Linked DNA regions of Mus musculus: region 1 is linked to region 2. Evidence: chromatin contacts called from public Hi-C data. All regions are on one chromosome and are shown on one strand. The core of a region is the stretch at or near the end of the contact, and the rest is flanking DNA. Distances in the headings are between cores, read along the strand shown. Region 1 overlaps Eipr1 (EARP complex and GARP complex interacting protein 1). Region 2 has its middle 7.4 kb from the start of Allc.

Region 1 (4,514 bases), core at 653-3,152, 190 kb before region 2:
ATGTATCAAAAGATGGCCTAGTCGGCCATCACTGGAAAGAGAGGCCCATTGGACTTGCAAACTTTATATGCCCCAGTACAGGGGAATGCCAGGGCCAAAAAGAGGGAGTGGGTGGGTAGGGGAGTGGGGGGGTGGGTATGGGAGACTTTTGGGATAGCATTGGAAATGTAAACGAGGAAAATACCTAATAAAAAAATTTTTTAAAAAAAGCAGGCATTAACTAGGTAACCCATAATTTGTTATCAGATAAAGTACTTGTCTTCATGTCTGACACCGAAGCACTGAAAAGTATCACTGTGTCCTTGTTGCCACCACCATTTTCATTGACATTGCGAGGCTCCTTGTGTGTAAAACAAGAATAATGGAAATAAGGAAAGTCATGTGACTTGTCCTGCTTACCCTCTGAGCTTCTCATAGCCGCTTCAGTCAGGCCACTCTGCAGTCTTCCGCCCTCACCAGACAATGCTGTCCACTCTAGGTGGGGCCACAGAGCCATTTAGACAGGCCTTTAGCATCACTACTTTCGGTCCACATACATCAAGAGACTTGGAAATGAGCTAGAGATAGGGAATTCATTTCTTTATGCTATGTTTATCACTAACTATTGATTAAAACAGGCAGCATTGAAATTTTAAAGAGAATAAAATTTAGGCTATTCATACCCAAAAGGAGGCCTCATCCAATTAACATAATGACTGTTTGCCAAGATCACAACCACAGGGACCTGGGGGAGTTGACGTGGGGTGGATATCTCATCTCTCACCACAACAAGTGGTGTCAATGAATCAATATATACAAACTCCAAACCAAAAGAAGTCTACGAAAAGTACCATCCAATGTCCATGCAGGGACACACTTAACTCTCCATCCCCTCAGTTCCTCCCAGGGCAGTCATCTTCAGCACACAGCTCTTCCAGAGAAGGCAGCTCAACCAATGTGACATTTGCTTATCCCAGAAAGACTAAGACTCATTAGATAAGGAAATGAAATTCATGCTAATTCAGTCAGGAATAAGCTGCACATTAAGAGTTGCTCAAAGTCTTCATCACCTAGTGATGTCACCACACAACACATAACTCATGTGAGTACTGGTGTTTCATGCCACATACAACGACACACTCCAGTGAAAATTAACTGTTTCTGGTTTATGTATTTACCACACTAATTTTTCATCTTCTTACCAAAGAAACACACATAGTGTTAAACAGACTACCGTGTCAGTGGGCAGCAGCGTTTTGATTGCACCACATCTTGGGCTAGATTTAGCCTTAAGTTTTTCTGTATTTGGCGCTAACAGAAGCAGGCTCTATGTCGTCCTCATGCCCTGTAGCCTGATGCCTGTGAGGCCACACCACCTAGGGTATGTAAGCACTCTCTGTGATGCTATGACGAGATCACCCGGCCACACAGTTCTCAGAATGTGCCTGCGCTGTTGAGTAACATGCTGCATTTAGGTTTAAACTTAAATATAACATGCTTCCTTTCAGAGCATACTGTAGTGTGAAAACTAGGATGGAATTGCAGACAAGGTCTGGCAGTGCTGAGACACTCACATTCAACATCTGAGGAAGGCAGGGGTTCTAAAAAGAAGCTGCCACCAACAGACTAATAGGGAGGGTGCCTGGGAGCCCCAGCACGGGAAGAGCCCCAAGGGTCTCCAGAGTGACAGGTCCTCAGCAGTAAGCTCTTGATTCTTCTCTCTTTTTCAAAGAACTCTTTCTTGGCCCAAGATCATGAGAAAAGCTAGCCCTGCCGTTTCCAAGTATATATTACCTTAAAACAAAGTTGTTATTCAGTCTTAATATCTGCTCAGCAAGCACGAAGGGAAGTAAGCAACGACAGAAGCCAGCACGCTTCAGAGATATGCAGCAGGGCCCCACGTGCAGCCAGGCATCCTCTGCTCCCACATTTAATTAGCATCCCCTCGACAGTGATCCTCATGGACTCTAATTGTTCTCCCTACCTCTCCCGGGTGCCATTCTCAAAGGACTCTTGATCATTTCATCTCAGAATTCTGGTTTTATAGAGAGAAGCCTTAAGATACTCTCTACCCAGGAAACCCTTCTTCTCTTAGCTCATTTTCACCAAGCAATCATTTAAATTGAAAAACATAATTCTTTTCTAACGTGGCACAGAGATAAAGGGGAAATGGTGGCTTTTAACAGGAGGTTGTACCTTGACCCGTGGATGTGGCCATTACTGTAATCAGAGCACTCAGGGTACTGGGACCAGCAGGGTATTGTGGATCACCTGCCTCAGCAACTCCAGGCTACAGATAAACTGAGCCAGAGAGACTCAAGCAGGAGAGCCCCTGGGATGTCCCTCCATGCTCCTCTGAAGAAGCTACATGCTCAACAGCAGGAGACACAGATGCAACAAGCATGGCTTAACTTCCCTCCCCAGCACTGCAGGAGGCCGCATTTCATGGATCCACGCATAAAGCTCAAGTGATAGCAGTTGCTCTGAAAAAACCATTTCACAGCCTCTAACCCACAGAGTGGGCAGTTACCTTTACCTCATGAGAAGACACAGCATTCAAATCACACCATTGCTGCTGGTCACATCTGTCTGTCCCTCTGGACCACATGCTCTGGAACCCTGTATTGGGGCTGTGTGTCCTCTCTCTGTCCTAGACACTACAGCTACACCTTCCTCACAGACCTGTCACAGGGCTCAATAATCCTTTCATTGCTTAAAATCAATACGGTTGACACTAGAAAAAGATATACCAGATCTACCCTATGGATCTGGCCCCTACGCTACAGCTGCCCTAAGAGTTCTGTGCTGCCTTTTAGAAGCTCCTGCTGACATTGCAGAAAGGCTTCATGAATAAGGTGTGCACATGGAGATCTAGAGGGTGAAGGCATACCACATTCCAGGTTCTGGCCAGACCACCTACCATATTCTAGCCATCCCAAGTACTAACGGCCCCTAGTACTGAGGAACCATCTATGAATTCCTGTGGTTTAGGAGTCAGGAATTAAATTCTCTACAGATCTGTGCCAACCCCATGAATGTACCCTGGCCACAAGAAGGGAGATGGCAGGAGTCAATCCAAGTCTGAGACACGTCTTGCATGCAAAGTCTGAGAGTCAGAGCACACTTCTACAAGGGTCAGAAGAGAAGGTTTCAGGAATGGCATGTGGCCATTCAGAGCAGCAGTAAAGATTGAGGCCACCAGAACACATAATGTGGGGACCCTGTGATGGGCCACAAGCAAGGACACAGTGTCAGGACAATGGTGCCCTCTACTGACTGTGAGATCACTGCTACATGGGTATCAGCAAGGATAGTATCAGCAAAAGCAGAACACACCACACACACTCACACACAGACGCTTATGTCAATGTATGGGTGCACATGTGTAAAAGAACACCATAAAACACATACTACACACAGTACACACATGGACAGTATGAACACACACAATACATGCTAAGTCGGAAAAATAAAAATGCTTTTAAAGCAGGATAGTTGGGTCTGGAGATATGGCTCAGCATGCCATAAGAGAGAGCACTTGCTGCTCTTCCAAAAGACTGGAGTTCAATTCCCACCTACCTTGGTAGCTCATAAGTGCATGTAACTCCAGTTCCAGAGGCTCTGGTGTCCTCTTCTGGTTTCTAAGGACACCCACACACATATGGCAGATATTCAGAGACACATGTACACATAAAGATAAACTAAATCTTAAATACATAAAACAGCAAAGTCTTTTCACTGGCATGTGTGCTTTCCTTCTCCTGTGAACTGTATGAAAACCTTGTGATGGACACGGACCTTGTGATGGACACAGACCTTGTGATGGACATGAACCTTGTGATGGACACGGACCTTGTGATGGACACAGACCTTGTGATGGACATGGACCTTGTGATGGACATGGACCTTGTGATGGACATGGACCTTGTGATGGACATGGACCTTGTGATGAGCACGGACCTTGTGGTGAACACGGACCTTGTGATGGACATGGACCTGTGATGAACATGAACCTTGTGATGGACATGGATCTTGTGATGGACCTTGTGATGAACATGGGCCTTGTGATGGGCATGAGCCTTGTGATGGACATGGACCTTGTGATGGACATGGACCTTGTGATGAGCACGGACCTTGTGATGAACATGGGCCTTGTGATGGGCATGAGCCTTGTGATGGACATGGACCTTGTGATGGACATGAACCTTGTGATGGACATGGACCTTGTGATGAACATGGACCTGTGATGAACATGAACCTTATGATGGACATGGACCTTGTGATGGACATGAACCTTGTCATGGGCATGGACCTTGTGATGGACATGAACCTGTGATGGACATGAATCTGTGATGGACATGGACCTTGTGATGGATATGGACCTTGGGATGGATATGGACCTTGTGATGGACATGAACCTTGTAAGTGAACATGAAGGCAGCCCAAGAGGCAAAATCCTCGTAAGGCTTAAAAGTCTACCGAAAACATATTTTGAGAAAGACAGACTACAAAAAGGTCTGGCAGACCAAAGGCAG
Region 2 (4,465 bases), core at 1,372-3,871:
TCCTCTCTGGCCAGTTATATATAATTCTGTTCTAACTGCAAGTATCTTAGGGTCTCTGGGAAGAGCTAAATTGTGTAGTCTGAGAAAGGACTAGGAAAAGGGGATTCTGCCATCCATGCCGGGTGTACACTGTCCACTTTGGATGTTTTAGGGCCACCTACACTCTGGCACATAACCCCTCACCCACTAAACCCATTATTTCCCCAGCACGGACGTGGGTGGAGCTGAACTTTGCCATTGAGATTTTAGACAGGATGGAGGTGCGGGCGGTGGGTGGGGTGGGGGGCAGGGCTTAGATATATTCCGTAGCTTCCCCTTCACACCAGGGAGAAAATTCTTGTAACATATGAGCTGAGAGGTTCCTGGTTTGTTTGGGAGAGGAGGTTCCTGTCTTTGTAAGTGGGAAAGCAGAATAAAGCAAAAGGTGCCCAGGTGCTTATCTGAGCCAGTCTGCTGCTGCTTCTGTCTAACTTTTGACCTGGAGAGGCCTGCCTGCCTGCCTTTCTCCCTGGTGGTCCTTCCCTTGGTGCCACCTGCACAGTTTTGTTGATCTGGGGTTGTTACTTGGCATTTCTTCAATGCATATTCTCGCTATGGCTGTTCAGCATCACGGCTCCATCCTTTTAGAGTGAGCCATGAACTGGGGGAATGATACCACGCCTGGGGGACAATGCTGTCGGTAAGTCCTCAGAGATTTCAGTCTTGATCTGGCATAGCCGAGCCTGTGTTCATTTTCCCAAAGGAAGCAGAGCTCCCCGCTCCCCTATGTTCTGTTCATTGGAATCCCCTTCAGAAAAGACAAAGATAGGCTGGGGCGAAGCTTGTGTGAGCACCTTTGAGCATGTATGGGCACACCTTAATTAGGTATTGGTAGGAAGAGTGGAAACCCCCTCTGGTCTCTGAATCTACCTTGTTCCACGAGTGGTTTGTCTCTCAGTAGTCAGTGGTTTGCCTGTTCTGGCTTCTCTGAGGGTTGACATTCTAGACTGGGCTTTGGGGACTCCTGGGACTTCTTCTTACATGCTATTTCCACAGATTCATGCTACAGACAGGGCTGCACTTGTATCCAGTCTCCTCATCATGTGGACGTGCCGGACATTATCTGAAGGAGAAACCAACCAGGAAGTTGGGCTCCACCGTTATGATTTTGATGGTCAGCTCTCAGTTCAAGCCTGGAAGCTTTCTGCAGGGGAGGCAAGAGAGGGTCTACTGAAGGAGGAGCAAGTCAGGGTGAGGGTGCCAGGGAGCATTCATGGGTGGTCTAGCCTCATCCCTTACAAGTCTGCCTCTCAGCGGTCAGTGTGGCGAACAGCATCCTTCTGCATCTTCCCTCTTAGGGGTGGAGTTAGCTGTCGAGTGGCTGGGCTGCCTTCAACGTGCTTGAGTAACATCTTGACATATATGGCAGTCAAATGGGAAAGAGACTCTACCCGGGTCCAGTTAAGCATCCACAGTGTGTGAGACTGCTCTGCTCCAGGTCGGGGTGGGGGATGGGCATGTCTTCGGACCCAGATGGCCCTGGAGAGCACTGAGGAGGTGTCTACATCTCCCTGCTCACCCGTGGCATCTGCTGCCCGTGGAATCTCTCCCTTGCCTCGTGTCCACTTATCCTGGAGGCGAGGGTGAGCCTTGGAGTCTTCTGTGTGAGAGTGCTGCCGTATAACCGGGTAGAGGGTCATCAGGGACGCCCTCTAGCCTAGTTCTCAGTGCTCCGGGGGCTGCCTGAGGGAATTTTTTATCTTCCTGTACAGTGGGATCTGTCTGCCCTCCCTTCTCTCCTCCCCTTCCCTTCTCCAACATGAACGCCTTGACCTCTTGAAGTCAACTTGAGCGAGCAGCTGTATGTTCACAGCAACTGGCCCAGCCATGTCCCAAGCTGGGATGAGACATTTACATGCATATTTTGCATTACAATTCATAACAGTAGCAAAATTACAGTTATGAAGTAACAACAAAATAATTTTACGAATGTAAGTCACCACAACATGAGGAACTGAATTAAAGGGTTGCAGCACTAGGAAGGTTGCGAACCATTGCTCTAGGATGTCTTACAAACTTACTCTCATACCTAGGCTTGCATCGGCATTAATACCTAACTGGAACGGAAGGTGAACCAGAGCTCTGCTCTGCTCTGCACCTTATGGGAGATTAGAAGTACCAGGCACCTTGTAGTTTCCTCTGTTAAGCTCCATTTAGGCAAATTTGTGTTAATATAAAACATAGCAACGGCGTTCTAGCCATTGTTTATACCTGGTACATTTACATTACGGTGACTGCTTTGAAGCAGATCAGGTTAGGTACAAACACCTGGGCGCGGAGCCAGACCTCCGTCCTGAATTCCCTTCCCGAGATTCAGGAGGGAACCTCAGTTCAGACCGGGGGCGGGTGGGGGCGGGGCTGGCTGCGCAGCAGGGCTGTGGCGGCTCAGGCGAGAGCTGAGATTCATTAGGTGCCGCAGTGAGGCGTGACCGGAAAGCTGGCGTGGGTGTCCTCTTTAGAATCCTCTGAGGAGTACAGGCTGAGATAAGATGAGCAAAGAGACAGCCTCGGGCCGTGGGTCAGGGATGTCAATGCATGGTGCCACACTGCCACCCAGTGGGAAAGATAGAGAAAGCCAGAGAGGTTTGCCCAGCTGGAGGAGTGCCGGGGCACTAGCAAATAGTCTCTGGTCGGTCGGTAGGTCTGTCTGTCCGCCTGTCTGTCTCTCTTTCTCTCTCTTGTGCATGTGTTCAAGAACGAGGGAGTATGACAGGGAAAAAAAAGGGAGAGGGAGAGTCAGTAAGAGAGAAAGGGAGAGGAGAGGGAGAGAGGCAGAACAAAGGAGGGCAGAGCAGTGGGGAAGGAGAACTCTAGGCTAGGAAGGGAGGCCAAGGCCATGGTGCCCTTCTTCAGAAAATGGCTCCATCCATACCTATCTCTGTGGTTTTCCACCCTCAAGAGACCACTGGAGTGTGTTTGCACAAGCCTAGTGGCCATTTAGGCAGAGCGAATGTAAAGCTAGTTAGGAACGCCCTGGCCATGGCTGTAGGTGGAGGGATGTGGCATGTCTAGATTCCATGGCCAGCACCTTGAAGTCCCAGTGCAAAGGTTCACCCAGGCTGGTGGAAAAGATCCTGGGAGAGATGGATGTAGGGTACTTCTGCTCTGTCGGGCTCAGCTCTATCATTTCTCTCACGGGCAGCCATTCACCTGGCCGTTCCAGCTGATCAGGCTCTCCTCTCTAGCCTACATGTCACACAGTGACTGAAGGATGTCTGGGAACCCTGAGAGCAAATTCTGTTATTGTGTGCCCACAGGGGAATGTGGCCGGGAGGAAGCTGAGCCCTGCGCTCTCCTAGTTTGCTTCTCCGTGGCTGTGATAACACCACCACCAGAATCAGCTTGAGGAAGAAAGGGTTTATTTGGCTCACAGGCCACACAGTTCATCATGAAGGGGAGATAGGGCTCAAGCAGGAACCTGGAGGCTGGGACTGAAGCAGAAGCCATGGAGGGATGCTGCTTCCTGGCTTGCCCCGCGACTTGCTCAGCCTGCTTCCTTACAGAACACAAGACCGCCTGCTCAGGGTGGCACTACCCAAAGTGAGCGGGTCCCTCCCACATCAATCACACATCAAGAAAACACCCCACAGACTTGCCTATGTGCAAATGTGATAGGGGCAACTCCTCAACTGAAATCTCAGGAAATTCTAGCTGGGGTCCAGTTAAAAACACAAGCAGACAGCTAACCACTGACCCAGTCAACAGGTTCAACCCAACTCACTTAAACAGACCTATTCCAAAGCGGATGCTACTTAAGCTGTAAGTAGAAAGATCAGTTTGGTAAATTCACACAGAAATAAATTGCTGGGAAGCCACAGGAACAACCTGATGCACCGGTTATGGAAGGAACAAAACCCATGAATCACATTGCATACATTGCGTGCAGATCTGTGTGGGTTCCTTGGCTACTGTGGCTGTGGATGCTGTTGCCAGGCTGCTGAGACTGTTGCCATGGAAGCTGGCTTACTGATGTGCCTGTACATCACTGCTTTCCCACACAGAGCCTGCAGGCAAATCTGTGTGTCTCCGTACCTGGGGTCAGGGCCACATGTGATGCACAGATTGTGCACCGCACAAGTCCAAAACAAAACAAAACAAAACAAAACAAAAAAACCCCGTCAGCCTGTGTGCATCTGTGCTCTGCTCTGGAGACAGAGGTCCTGGAAAAGCATGCATTTATCCAGTTTCTGTTTTGGAAGGAAAGTCCCTAAGTGGGATGGTGGCAACTATACACCCAATAATCATGTATAGATTTTACTGTGTAATATCACTCCTACATCTTTTCTTCCTTCCTTCCTTCCTTCCTTCCTTCCTTCCTTCCTTCCTTCCTTCCTTCCTTCCTTCCTTCCTTCCTTCCTTCCTTCCTTCCCTCCCTCCCTCCCTCCCTCCCTCCCTCCCTCCCTCCCTCCCTCCCTCCTTCCTTCCT

Evidence for each region. Hi-C and Micro-C count contacts between places; a contact is called where the count stands out from the background.
Region 1: a contact with region 2 is called in a Hi-C map of neural progenitor cells, with 2.8 times the contacts expected there. The contact joins two enhancer-like sites. A contact is called at or near these places in 1 of 39 promoter capture datasets (embryonic stem cells) and 12 of 484 Hi-C or Micro-C datasets (the G1E-ER4 cell line, Sertoli cells, cardiomyocytes and 5 more).

Annotation. Positions count from the first base shown.
Region 1 is chr12:28,772,744-28,777,257 of GRCm38.p6, reverse strand. All of the region lies in intron 3 of Eipr1 (EARP complex and GARP complex interacting protein 1), which reads right to left. Gm46345 reads right to left here. Exons shown (of 2, transcript XM_017315316.2): 1 at 4,113-4,514; 2 at 147-4,022. The coding sequence ends at 3,494. Among named protein-coding and RNA genes, the nearest start is that of Gm46345, 8.1 kb to the right of the region's middle. Within about 2 kb of position 1,902, at least 14 of the 459 cell types and tissues checked have an H3K27ac peak or open chromatin away from gene starts, as enhancers often do. A contact at or near this core is called in neural progenitor cells, where this site is marked.
Region 2 is chr12:28,587,662-28,592,126 of GRCm38.p6, reverse strand. No RefSeq gene overlaps it. Among named protein-coding and RNA genes, the nearest start is that of Allc, 7.4 kb to the right of the region's middle. Within about 2 kb of position 2,621, at least 93 of the 459 cell types and tissues checked have an H3K27ac peak or open chromatin away from gene starts, as enhancers often do. A contact at or near this core is called in neural progenitor cells, where this site is marked.